2 separate regions of the Capra hircus genome follow, and region 1 is linked to region 2. The links are chromatin contacts, called in public Hi-C maps. All regions are on one chromosome and are shown on one strand. The core of a region is the stretch at or near the end of the contact, and the rest is flanking DNA. Distances in the headings are between cores, read along the strand shown.

Evidence for each region. A called contact is a pair of places that touch in the nucleus more often than the background predicts.
Region 1: a Hi-C map of blood shows a contact between it and region 2, with 5 times the contacts expected there. The contact joins the promoter of VAV2 here to the enhancer-like site in region 2. A contact is called at or near these places in 3 of 5 Hi-C or Micro-C datasets (all in blood).

Annotation. Positions count from the first base shown.
Region 1 is chr11:104,166,955-104,173,583 of ARS1.2, reverse strand. It overlaps VAV2 (guanine nucleotide exchange factor VAV2), which reads left to right and starts at 1,364. Exons shown (of 27, transcript XM_018056170.1): 1 at 1,364-1,658. The coding sequence starts at 1,455.
Region 2 is chr11:104,009,925-104,016,259 of ARS1.2, reverse strand. VAV2 (guanine nucleotide exchange factor VAV2) reads left to right here. Exons shown (of 27, transcript XM_018056170.1): 15 at 720-829; 16 at 2,140-2,241; 17 at 2,603-2,691; 18 at 5,429-5,445; 19 at 6,235-6,256. Among named protein-coding and RNA genes, the nearest start is that of SARDH, 25 kb to the right of the region's middle. Within about 2 kb of position 4,994, at least 3 of the 5 cell types and tissues checked have an H3K27ac peak or open chromatin away from gene starts, as enhancers often do.

The DNA of each region.
Region 1 (6,629 bases), core at 115-2,614, 160 kb before region 2:
CCAGGGCTCAACCCAAGTGTGGGGGGCCCAGGGATTGGTCACCCCCACCCTCATCCCAAGAATGCACTGCTCTTAGAAGGGGATCACACTTGTCCAGGTTCACCCAGCTGAGAATGGGTGTCCTGACAGCTGAGCCAGGATCCGCATCCTTTCACTGCCAGACTTTCTTCCTAGAAGTCCGCCCACCTTCGCAGGGGGCCAGCTGCTGGGAACACAGCCCACCCACTCCCCCCCCCCAGAGGGCGTGGCCCAGGAAGGAGTTCAAGGCAGGGTCAGGGGACCCCGCAGCCAGCGTGGAGGCGGCGCCACCCAGGGCCGGGTCTGGCTGCGTCCCCTCTCCTCTCTCCCACCTACCATGTCACGTATTCCATCTCCGACGCCAGGGTTTGTCCTCTGGGCAGCTGCCAGCGGCAGGCCTTTGGGTTACAGAACAGGGGAATCCCGGCCTTTGTGCGCGATCGGGGGCTTTCCTGCGGGTCCCTGCCCAGGGCACAGGACAGGAAGGGGCTCTGGGCGAGTCTCTGGCCCGTGTGCCTCCCGCCTCGAGTTCTCCTCCAGGGCCGCTTCGTGGACCGAGAGGGCGCCGGACGAGTCCGCCTAGCCTGTGCCCCCTCCAGGGTCTGTCCTGCCCGAAGGACCACGCAGAGGCCCCCAGCGCGACAAGGGCCACCTCCCGAGCTCCTCCTGAAACGCAGGAGGGGCGCAGAGACCACGACCGGCCGTCACTCCACAGGCGAGGTCGCGCGCCCGGGGCGCAGAGGTTCCCCAAAGTCCTGCTGCCTCTTGGAGAGAGTCCGCGGGCTTGGGGCCGCGGCCGCGCCGCTGCTCCCGCCCTGCGCAACTTCGGAGCGCGGCCGCGGGGCAGGAAGTGGGGGACGAGGGGCGGGGCCGGCGCGCCTGGCACCGCCCCCACCCCGCCCCGGGCCGCGCCCCCGCCCCCCCTGCACCCCGGAGCCGCCGAGCTGCAGAGTCGGGTAGCCGGGCACCGCGCGCTGAACTCGAAGGCGGGGCGAACAAAGCGGCGGCGGCGAGGGCGGCCCAGGCCCCGGACGCGCGGAGCGAGCGACCCTCCGGGCCTTTGTCTCGGGCGGGGCAGGAGCTGCGGCGGCCGCGGGGCGCCCCGAGCGCAGAATGAGGCGCCGGGCGGCGCGGATCGAGGGGCGCTGCGGCGGTGGGCTGCGCGGAGCCCGGCCCGGGGCCTGGAGGGACTTGCGTGTGTGAAGGGGGGACCCGGCCGGCTGCCCGGCGCCCGCCCCGCGACCGCACGTGGGCGAGGAGCCGAGGAGGCGGAGGAGGAGGGGACGCGCGGCGGCGCGGCGGGGGCCCCCGGGGCCGCCCGCGCGAAGCCCCGCCCCGGCCGCCGAGCCCCGCGCGGGCGGGCGGGATGCCCCGCGGCCGCCGCACTTTGGCCGGAGCGCGGCCCTGAGCTGGCCGGCCCGGCGGGCGCGGGCGCCATGGAGCAGTGGCGGCAGTGCGGCCGCTGGCTCATCGACTGCAGGGTCCTGCCGCCCCACCACCGCGTCGTCTGGCCCTCGGCCGTGGTCTTCGACCTGGCCCAGGCGCTGCGCGACGGCGTCCTGTTGTGCCAGCTGCTGCACAACCTCTGCCCCGGCTCCATCGACCTCAAGGACGTCAACTTCCGGCCGCAGATGTCCCAGGTGAGGGTCCGGGCGCGCCGGGAGGGGCCCCGGTGCGCGGCCGTTCGCGCCGCCGGGCGGCCCCGGGGCCCGGATCGCAGCAGCAGCTTCGGGGACGTCGGCGGGCGGCTGGACGGAGAGCCGAGAGTGGACGCGCCCCGGGCCTTGGAGCCGGCTGCTCCGAGGGGCGATCCCCAGAGGCACGAAGTTAGCCAAAGTCCCCCAAGCCCGGGGCGCGCCCCTGCCGCCTCCGGGCACTGCCTGGGAGCGCCCGCTGCTGGGTCCGCGCCTCGGGGGAATGTGGGCACATTGAGCTCCGGCGGGGCGCTCACCACCGCCTCTCTCCCTCCTGGGCCTTGGCGGCGGGACCCAGCGAGTCCCGGCCCTTGCGGACCCCAGAGATCCGGCTGCGCCGGTGGCCTCCTCAGGCGTAGTGTCCCTTGGCTTTGCGCCTGGTGGCTGGACGCCCTGGAAGGCGAACCGACAGGCAGCGGGCCCCGGGGCGCGGCGGGAGGGGCCGGCGGAGCCAGGAGCCGTAGCCGGCCGGGAGAGCGGGTGGGCCGGGGGCGCCGCCCCCTCACCGGCCTCAGCCTCCTCCTGACCCCCGTGGGAGGGAGCAGGCAGCGCCGCGACCCCGGATCGTGCAACTCAGTGGGAACCAGAGCCCCTCGTGGCTTCCCCAGGACCCTCAAGCGTGGCCTTTGTCGCGGCGGAGGCGCATGTGGCTACCCGGCAGGCAGGCAGGAAAATGTCTGCTTGGCCAGCAGGAGCTGCCTCTCTGGCTTCTAAGGAACTTGGTGAAGACTTAAGCAGAGGGCAGGCTGCTTCTTGCTCTCCTGACCACTCAGCCCCACCCCAGCACCTCTGAGGGGGCCATCCCGCAGCAGGCCAGCAGCAGAGCCCCTCTGCAAGCCTGGATGGACAAGGGCCCTTCACAAGTGTGACATCCGAAGTGAGCTGGGGAGGCGGGATGGCATGAGTCACTGCTTTTCCAGGCTGGACTGTGTGCCCTCTGCCCTTTGGCTGTGATCGCGTTTCCAAGGAAATGGGGGCACTCCTCCTCCCCATCCCCCAGGAGGATAGTGTGGCCTCTGACAAAGAGGAGTCCTGAGGGGGCAGGGGGCCACCCTCCCGCTCCACGGTGGCACATGGCCCAGGGAGGGCCCCAAGCTCCCTGAAGCCAGCGCCGACCCGGGCCCTGTCAGTGCTGAGCAGCCCCAGGTCCTGGGGCCGGGTGCCCTGATTGCGGGGTGCTCTTACAGATCCAGCCCTCTCCCTGGGGGGTTGGGAAGAACTGACCCGTTTTAGGGCTGGAGGAACTGAGGGGAGCAGGAGCTGCTGGGGGCAGAGCTGGGCCCGGAGTGTCTGCCTCTGGCTGTGAGCAGCAGGGCTGCCCACCCCCCCCCCCCCCCAGCTGATTGGCAGAGGGGCACAGCCAGGGCTGGGTCTTGGAGCTGGCCCCCCCACCCCCATCCCGCTGGGCACTGGTAGGGAGCTGGCTCAGCCCCAGTGCTGGAAATGCAGAGACTTCCCCCAGCTCGGGTGAAGGGGCGCCAAGGGGAGCTGGGCTGGGGGGAGGCCTGACGGGCGAGTGCTCTTAGTGAGGTGGGCACTGTCGCCTCCTGCCAGTGACCGCTTTAAGGGCCTCAGTTTCCCCATCTGTGTGGTGGGGACGGCAGTAGTGGCCGCCTTACAGCCGTGATGGAGGGTTCCACGAAGGAGGGTGGAGAACGCCCTTAGTGCTGTGCGCTGACTGAACGTTAGCAGTCTCCCCTGGACCTGGGCAGGCGTGGCCCCTTGTGGCTGACGGCTGGACCCCCCTGCCTGTCGTCTCATGGAGGGTGGAGCTGGCCGTATCGGTTTTTGTATGTCTGTGGCTGGCACGGGGTTGGTTGTGGGTGCTCTGTAAACCTGGGCTAGCTGGGGAGCCCTGTCTGTGTCTTCCCAGTTAAAGAACATTCTGCGGACCGCGTCTGGCTGTGCAGGGTTTGGGAGAGGAACGTGGGGTCTGTCTGTGTGGCTGCTCTTTGCTGTCTGGGGCTCTTTCGTGCCCGAGACGGAGGAGGGAAGAGGACGCGGTCCTCCTGGTCCGTGGTGATTGCATCCCAAGAAAACCGCAGCTGCCCCTTCTTGCCCATCCTGGGAGGCACAGGCCGCCCTTGTTCCTGTCTTACTATGTTTTTGGGTGCGTCGGGTCTTTGCTGCTGCGCGTGGACTTTCTCCGGCTGCAGCAAGCAGCTGTTTGTTGTGATGCGCGCGTGTGTGCCCCTCTCCTCACTGCAGTGGATTCTCTTGTTTCGGGGCGTGGGGTCTAGGCGCACGGGATTAGTTGCTCCGTGGCAAGTGGGGTCTTCCCCGACCAGGGATCGAACCCGTGTGCCCTGCATTGGCGGGCAAGTTCTTAACCAGCGAGCCGCTGGGGAAGTCCCCACCCCTGTTTCATAAATCAGACAGCTACATCTCAGAGAGGGCGAGGGACTTGCCCCAGGTCACACAGGTAACTGGTGGTGAAATGGAAACATGAGGGTTGGGCCTCCCTTTCAGGACTGTTTAAGTAAATTCTGATTTCAGAAACCTTTTCTCTGGCCTCTTCCTGGCTTTCTGACGGGTGCTCCAGGCCTGCTTCTCAGCCTGTTCCTTGTGTGTGTCTGTTTCCATGGGTGGGGCGGGGCGTGCCTGCCTGTTTCCCGTGGGGTCTGGCTACTTTGCTGGCCAGTGGGCGGGGCCCTTTTCCATCTCCCTGTGGCCCCTGCGCGCCTCTGCATGGCCCCGGCCAGCCCAGAGGCCTGCCCGAGGTCCCCTCGTTCCAGAATGCTGCTCTGGCCTCTCCTGTGACAGGTGACATCCTATTCTCAGGGCATTAGAGTGGACCTCCGCTGGGTTGTTGGCCCTGAAGACGCATCATAGCCGTGTGCACTTACTGAGTGTCTCCTGTGTGCAGAGCCAGGAACGAGGAAGGCTTCTCAGGCAGCCCCAAGTTGCTCCTTTGTCCTGCCCTTCTGGAGCTGGCAGGGTGTGCTTTAATTTTTTTTTTTTTTAATCCAAAATGCCTGGCAGCCACCTTGGGTTTAATTAAACTAATTAGGCATGGCCACAATCTGCTGATCCGAATACGAGATTGTGTGTCCCGAGCAGCTTGGGTTATGGCGTCCTGAGGTTGCTGATGACAGCAGCCAGCCCTTGCGTTTAGTCCGCAGTCTCGACCTTTGGGGACCAGCCGCCCAGCCTCCTGCTCGGAGACACAGGCTGGGGAGGCAGCCCGCAGGGCCAGCAGAGAGGGCTCCCCCTGACCCACACCTCCAGCCTTCCTCGTGCCAACCCCTCTGCCTCCTCCGCCCCCAAGCCTGCGCGGGCCCGTGCTGGGAGACCGCCCCTGCTTTTGGCCTGCGTCTTCCTGTGGGAGCTGAGTCTAGCAGCCACCTCCTCTAGGAAGCCGGCTCTGATTTCACTCCCTCCTGTCCTGTAGTGCTGCGAGCCTGGGCCTTGGCCTCTCGTGCCCCGGTGTGAACCTCTGACCCTGCGCTGGCCCTTGGCCTCTCGTGTCCCGGTGTGAACCTCTGACCCTGCGCTCCCCATGGTTTGCTTCAGTGACAAGCATCCCTCAGAACACGCTCGCTGCTCACCCTTCCAAACCCTGGAGTTGGTTAGATTGCCCTCCCTCCCCAGGGCCGTGTGATGTGAGCCCTCCCAAGGGGTCTCTGGGCCTCTGACAGCCGTCCCCCCATTTGCTCCTGGGTCATTCTGAGCCTTCCTTTGAGAAACAAGCGCAGCCCGGCAGGCGCCTGGTCCCCGCTCTGAGATGCTTCCGGCAAGCTGGACGCGCAGCAGGCCGTTGAGGCGCCCGAGGATGGAGAAGTGCCTTTTGAGTGTCCGGAGAGTCCCTGAGCGCAGGCAGGGAGACCCGGTTCCCAAGGTTTCGGGGTGCGGCCCCCGGGCTGGCGGGGAGCAGGGAGACGAGGGCCCATTTCCGGGGAAGCAAGGGAGCCTTTTCTGCTAAGTCAGATTTTGCTTTGACTTTGAACTTGTCTTGACACCCGTGAGAGGTTGTTGGCGCCCTGCACAGCCACAGGTCTCCTACAGACAAGGTCCCCTCCACAGCCCCCGGGACCCAGAAGACAGTGGCGAGGCTGCCACCACCGAATCCACCCGAATCTGGACCCGAGTCTCCACAGACGCCCATTTCAGCCAAGGGTCCACCTGGGGGCCGGGCCGGCCGCTCCGCCTCACCTTGATTTTCCCGACCTTGCCGCTTTTGAAGCTTCCCTTTTGTCGCGGAACGTCCCTGCCTTTGGGTTCAGCCGCCGGTTCCTCGTGTCGGATTCAGGCTTTGGACCTGGCGCGGGTGGAGCGGCCACGCGGTGCCTCCTGGATCCTGTCTTGCAGGGGGTGCGGGGTTTCTCGCTGGGGGCGTCAGCTTGAAGTCCTTCGACGCCATGGTGTCCGTCTCCCCGCGTAGATCGCGAATGTTCTCCGGGAGGTGCGTTGAGCAGGTCCTCGCTCCCCGTCTCTGCCCTCCCCGTTTCCTTCCCTCCCTCTCTTTCTGCTGCTCCGGGTTGTGGTTCCCTCTTCCCTTCCGCGGATTCCCGGCAGTCACCATCACTCTTCTTCTGATGCTCAGATGGTCTCAGGCTGGACCAGGGGCCGCTGCTTCAAGCTGCTTCTGTGTGTCTTTTTGACACGTTCCCACCGTTTTTTGAGCTCTGTCGCCTTCCTAGCACAAGATACTTGAGGTCATCTTGTGTTTTATTTTGTCCCAGCTCAGGAACCAGCCGTTGGTGTAAGGGCCCCCGGGTCTGCGGTGTGGAGGTGGGTGTGAAGCTGGGATCTGGCTGCAGACACACCTCCGCTGTGGTGTCCCTGCCTCCGCTTAGCGCTCAGACCTGGGCAGTGTGTGCGCGTGTGCTCCAAGTAAACACAGATGTGTGTGTGTGTCTTGTGCACACAGGGTACACGCATTCACCTTTCTATTTGTTTCCTGTCTGTAGCGGTGCC
Region 2 (6,335 bases), core at 3,745-6,244:
TCGTGCCTCTGGGCCTGGTGCTGACAGTTCTTCCCTGAGCCAGGAGTGGGGCCTGGGGGCTCCAGGGGTGGGGTCTGAGGGCTTCGGGTGGATCTGGGGGCTCCGGGTGGGCCTGAGCCGGGCAAGCTCATGGCATTCTCCTCGGCCTCTGGCTTATGAGACGACGCGTGTTGGTGATCAGAGATCTATCTGCAGTTGAGGATGTGAACTGACGCCCCCCCCGCCCCCCACAATCCGGTCCCTGGAGGTTGAGGACGGGGTGCTTTCAGAGCTGAGGGGTTTTGTCTCCTCTCTGCCATCTTCTCTTTCTTCTTTCCGTCATGCCCTCTTTTCATCTCCCCCTCTAGCTTTTCTGACACAAACGGGCTCATATTTTCCAAACGCTTCTTCCTGGCTCCCTCCGGAGGCCCTGAGTGCTGGGCCGGCCTGGTGGTGGTTGAGGGCTGGGCGGGCTGGGCGGGGTTTGCTTCCGTGGCCCATGGCCGCCTCTGCCATTTTTAGTTTGTTTTCTGTTGTTCTGCTTCCGACCAGTGAGCTTTTCTGGCATCACACTCAGGGAGTGAGGTGGGTGGGCCGCCATCCTGGAGGGGCCCCGGGACATGTCGTTAGAGGGCATGTACACGTAAGCGTGCGCATGCAGACGCGTGCGCACGCGCAGCCCGGCGCGAGCGTGCCTGCGTGCCCGCGCCTGTTCCGAGCGTGCTCCCGTCTCCCCGCAGTGGTCCTATGGCTTCTATCTCATTCACCTGCAAGGCAAGCAAGGCTTCCAGTTTTTCTGCAAGACAGAGGACATGAAGAGGAAGTGGATGGAGCAGTTTGAGATGGCCATGTGAGTGTGCCACGGCAGGGTGTGCGGGAGGCCGGCCCCGCGTGGGCTTCTCAGACGAGAGGTCCTTCAAGCGACGGGAGGCTCAGCCTGTCTCCGTCGCCCTGGGTGAAGCCAGTCCCCTCCCCCAGGTGGCATTCTTGATCCTTAACCTACCAGCAGCCAGAGGGCCCGTCCCCCGGAGCCGAGCCTCCCACACCTGTCTGGCTGGGCGGCAAGTGGCCAGGAACGGCCGTGATGCCGGAAGGACTCATGGTGACCTGGGTCCCTGGGGCCTTCCAGGCTGCGGATGGTCACCTTTGAGGAAAGCCCCAGAACCGTCTGTCTGTGAAATCCAGGAGGAGCCCCAGTTGTCCCACAGAGAAAGCTGGTCACGGGGGTCCCCAGCCACATCAGACCTTGAGCCCTGGGGGCCGGGCCTGGGGCCTCCGGGCAGGTGCACTTGCCTCCCCTCCTGGTGGAAGGGCGATGCTGGTTCTGGGGTTATTGGGAGGCTCAAACAGGGTCCCACGTGGGGCATGTCAGAGGAGGTGGCAGCCAGGCGGTGAGCCCCGCGGCTTCCAGGGGCTGTAATTTTCTACCCATATTCTATTGTGAAAAACTTCAAGTGTTTATCCAAAAACGACGTGGTAAATGCCCTGGCTCCTGCGCTCACACCTTGAGCTGCTCTCTGTCACATGCTGTCCCCCTGCCCCCTCTCCACCCTGTCCTGGAGTCCCCTGCCCACCCCCCACCCTGTCCTGGAGCCTCCTGCCCCCTACTCCCGCTGCCCTGTCCTGGAGCCCCGTGCTCCCCCTCCCCCTCACTGCCCTGTCCAGGAGCCCCCTGCCCACCCTCCACCCTGTCCTGGAGCCCCCTGCCCACCCCCCACCCTGTCCTGGAGCCCCCTGCCCCGCCCCCCCACCCTGTCCTGGAGCGTCTGCTGGTGGACTTGCTCTGGTGAATCGCAGACATGGGTGCAGCCCCCGCGACATTTGAGGGGACCCATTGTGAGCTCATGATTCATTTATATTTTTCCATCTCGGGCTCGCACTCAGGGACATCCTTAGCGGGTTTGCTGAGTCGTGACAAGGGGTTGCCCTGGCCCACACCCAAGCCCTGTCCAGAGACAGCCCTTCGCTGTCACCCTCAGAAACTTCTCGAAAGCCTCCGCTTGGACCCCCACTCTCCCCGGGGCGTCAGGGTCCCCGGGTTGGTCCGGGAGTTCTGGCAGCGCCGGCTCTGCATCCTGGCCCCCTGACCCCTGGCTGCGCCCTGAGCCCGGCCGATTCCGGGGCTCCCGCATCAGTGGGGCTCGCTCTCCCTCCCGCCAGGTCAAACATCAAGCCCGACAAGGCCAACGCCAACCACCACAGCTTCCAGATGTACACGTTCGATAAGACCACCAACTGCAAAGCCTGCCGTATGTTCCTCAGGTGAGGGCCCTGCCCTGCCCACTCCCGGCCCCCGAGGGCGCCTGGGGCTGCCCTGTCCTGCGTTCTCAGAGCTGAGCGCCCCTAGGCCAGCGCTACGCTGGGCCCCAAACAGCCAGGGGAGCGGCCCGTCTATGTGGGCCCGGCCTGCCCTCGGTGCTTGGGATCCAGTGGGGAGGGGAGGCGGTTGTCCCAGGGGGCCCGTCACAGGAGCTGCAGAGCCAGGCCGATCGTCCAAGGGGAGGGCCAGCACCAGGCTGTGCGTTCAGGAGGGGGTCCTGGGGGCTCTGGGCTGGCTGCTCGCGAGGGGCGGAAGGCCAGGCAGGCCGGGGCTCACCTCGCCCCCCGCCCTCCCCTGGCACAGGGGTACTTTCTACCAGGGCTACCTCTGCACCAAGTGTGGCGTTGGGGCACACAAGGAGTGTCTGGAAGTGACCCCTCCCTGCAAGATCAGTGAGTACCGACCCTGCCCCGCCTCTGGGGCGCGAGCCCTGGGGGCCGGCCCATCCCTCAGCCGCCCCTCTTCTCCTTTCCTGCGGTGGCGGCCCCACAAGACAGGGACCGGATGAGCAAGCCGAGGCTCAGGGTCGGGGCATCTGCCCCTGGGCACACAGACCCAGCCTGAGAGCGGGCGGGGGCGCCACAGCCAAGCCCTCCTCCTAACCGCCCTCTCGCTGGCTTTTCTCTGCCTCTTCAATGCCTTCAACGCCTTCTGCCTTTTCTCTGCCTCACAGCAGTTAAGACCCTAGACCCCTACCTGGCCCAAGGCACAGAACGTCCTTGGCAGTTCGTGGAGGTTTCCCTTCACAGAGGAACACCTCGGCCCCTGGGTCCCCTGCATGCCCAGCATTTATTACACAAGGCTCCCCTTGCCCCCGAGCCCATTTGTCAGATGGGAAGGCTGAGGCTCCTCTGAATCATCTTGGTTTGGGGGATGAGCTGGGGGAGTGCCCAGCCTAGAGCTGCTGGATGGCAGCCGGAAGCCTCAGACGGTTCTGAAAGATTGCAGCCGCCGCGGTCAGGGCTGGCTGCCCGTGGCACAGCACGGGCATGGGCCTGTGCTGAGTGTCAGCACCGCTTGCCATGCTTCACGTGGGCCCAGCCGACCCCGCGGCCCCGTGAGATGGGGCGGCTACGCTGCCATCCACGCCTGGGGGACCTGTGCTCAGAGAGGCCTGACACGCTCCAGGTAGATGGGAGGACTTGCCAGGCCTGCTGATCACCCAAAATACCAGCACCCGGAGCAGGAGAGTTTCTGTCAGTTCTTCACTTCCTGCGGCTGCTGGCCCAGTGCCCTGACCCGGGAGGAGGGTCCGACAGGTCAGCCTGGACCCCCTCATCCCAACTGAGCCCGCTGCCGCCCATTGTGGCCCAGCGTGCTGCTCTGCTCCCAGCTGGAGGGAGCCGCCGGCCCCCCTGGCCCCAGAGAAGGCGGCTTTTCATTTTTGCCTGTGGATACCGCCCTCTGGTGGCCGCGTGTCCTTCATGTCAAGAGACCGGACGGTTCATTTCTTTTGACTTTTTTTTTTTTTTTTCTGATCTTGAAAGTAACGTATTTATTTGTCAGAAATAATAGAGGGCCAAAAAAAAAAAAAAAAAAAGAAGAAATGGAATAAAGAAGAAAATAATTATCTGTTATGAGCGTATTAAGAAATAATCAAAGGTGGTATTTGGCGTATTCCCTGACTCATTTTCTAAGTTTTAAATAATCTTTCTGTTTCTCCTTGCCCTCTGATTGTCAAATACCCACTTTCCATACAAAATGAGGAGGAAAGTAAAGGGGATAAAAGCAACTCATGATCACACCAGGCAAAACCAGCCGCTGATGGCCGTCACACGCCTTCTTCCTTTTTTTGCAGTCCCCCATTCCCATCCTTTTTAGGTTTGTGTGTTTTTCATATGTACAGCTGGGGACTTCCCGGGTGGCGCCAGTGTAAAGAATCCGCCTGCCAATGCAGGAGACGTAAGAGACACGGGTTTGATCCCTGGGTTGAGAAGATCCCCTGGAGGAGGAGGACAAGGCAGCCTACTCCAGTATTCTTGCCTGGAAAACCCCATGGACAGAGGAGCCTGGCGGGCTAGTCCACGGGGTTGCGCAGAGTCGGACACAACCCAAGTGACTTAGCACACACACGGACAGCTGAGGCCTCACCGGAGAGGCCATGGTGTGTCTTTCGCAAGCTGACATTGTCAGCATCCTCTCCGTGACTCTGAGAGCCCTGGTGGGCACCGGGCTTTGTTTTAAGAGGTCGTGGTCCCTCCAAGGGCAGGTGCATGACCCCCTCTCTTGTCTCTGCCCTGCCGCAGCCCCGCCTGGCTTTTTCTCCTCGGCACAGTCCAAGCTGCTTCCTTTCCTCCCACGTGTTTATCCTTCCTCTCTGGGCCAGGCAGGTTTGCCTTCTGCTGCCCCCGGGGCCAGGATGTCCCAGGGAGATGCTGGTCCCTCCCAGGGCACCTCTTCCCAGGAAGCCTCCCCTGGGGGCACCAGCTGCCTGGCCGCCCGGTGCCTGACACCCCTAACCTCTGCTCTTCAGGGTCGGATTCCTGCATCTGCCCAAGGCAGGCTGCGATTGTGAGTGTGAGGTGGTGTTGAAGGCCCTTCAGCCACACGTCAGCCGCTGTGGCGCTTGCTTTGTCCAGCGGTGGAGTTGGCCGCCTGGCTGGTTGGATGGCTGGGGCCCAGCCCAGTGCTGTGTCCTCCCCTAGGGTCACCCCAGGGCAGGCGGAAAGAATCTCTAGAATGTTCGCCTTCCATCTGACAAGCTGGCGTGCCCCGTGTGCGAGGGCGGGTGGGCTGACAGAGTAGCTCGCCTCCTCCGCCTCCTGTCCCTGGCCCATGGCAGGCGTCACTGGTCAGCTGGGGCTCTCTCCCCTCTGGGCCGGGGTTCTGCCCAGTGGCTGGGGAGCTGCCACCTGGGAGCAGCCTTGGTTCGTGCAGGAAACCTGTTGGCCATGGGGGCTTCTCCCTTGGGCCCCCTGTAACCAGAGCTCAGGGTTTGTCGTTAAAAGTAACAGGGATTTTCACGGTCACCAGCCGTGCGTGTCCATAATCCTTGTCTGAGCCCACGGGCCTTGATGTGCCCCTCCTGGCGCACTTGGGCGCCCCCAGCGGGTCTTATCATGAGGCAACAGCCCCCTGGTCCACAGTGCTGGCCCCTTGCCCTCTGACCCCCGTGTGCTTCCATTTCAGGTTCTCCTGCAGACCCGGTGAGTCCGCCAAACCGTGCCCTTCCCACTGCCCTGCACCACACACCACGCTGTGCCCGGAGCCAGAAAGACCCAAGCATTCCAGCCCTCAGGCTCGTGGGGCCAGGCTGGCTCGCAGAGCCCCCGCGGCTCACGAGGGCCCTTTGTTTTCTGTTGTGGTCACCACACAGAAACGGGCCCCCGGGCGCGGCCTCCTGGCCGACAGCTTGTCCCCCAGCCCAGCTGCTGCCTGCCGTGTCCTGCTGGTGGCTGTGGGTGCTCAGCTCCGCGACAGGCATCCACCCACCTCCCTCCCGTCCCGATTCGATGTAGTGCCCTGTCTTGAACTAATCAGAGATGAAGTCGCTGAGTTCACTTACGGGCCGTGGACGTCACGTCTTTCCCCGGCCGTGCGGTCCAGCACTTAACAGGCTCTTACATGGGGTGCAGAGATGTGCCCCACATTTATTGTGTGCAGCAGGACCCGTCCCAGACAGAGAAGACAAGCCCCAGGCTGCGAGCAGGGGTGGCCCGGGCGGGGTGGTCAGGGCAGGCTTCCTGGAGGAGGTGGGAGTTAATGGTCAGGGGTGGGAGGGGGAAGAGGACAGATGTCCCGGGGCTGCGGAGGGGCGCCGAGGTGGAGGGTGAAGGCCCCACGGGGGAGCTGTCACAGGTCCCTGAGGGTGTCCAGGGCGTGTCCCCTCTGCTCCCTCCTCCCTGCCTTGACCTCTCTCGTTGGGGGTAGGGGGTGGGGGGTGTCTCGCTTGGGCAGGCTTCTGTCCTCACTGTTGTCTGTCCTTGCCCTCACAGGAAGCCTCTGGAGCAGGGCCAGGTGAGTCTGGGACTTGGGCCTTCTCTGCTGTCGTCCTTGTCGGCAGTCACCCTGGGAGCCTGGGCCTGGCCACGGCGGC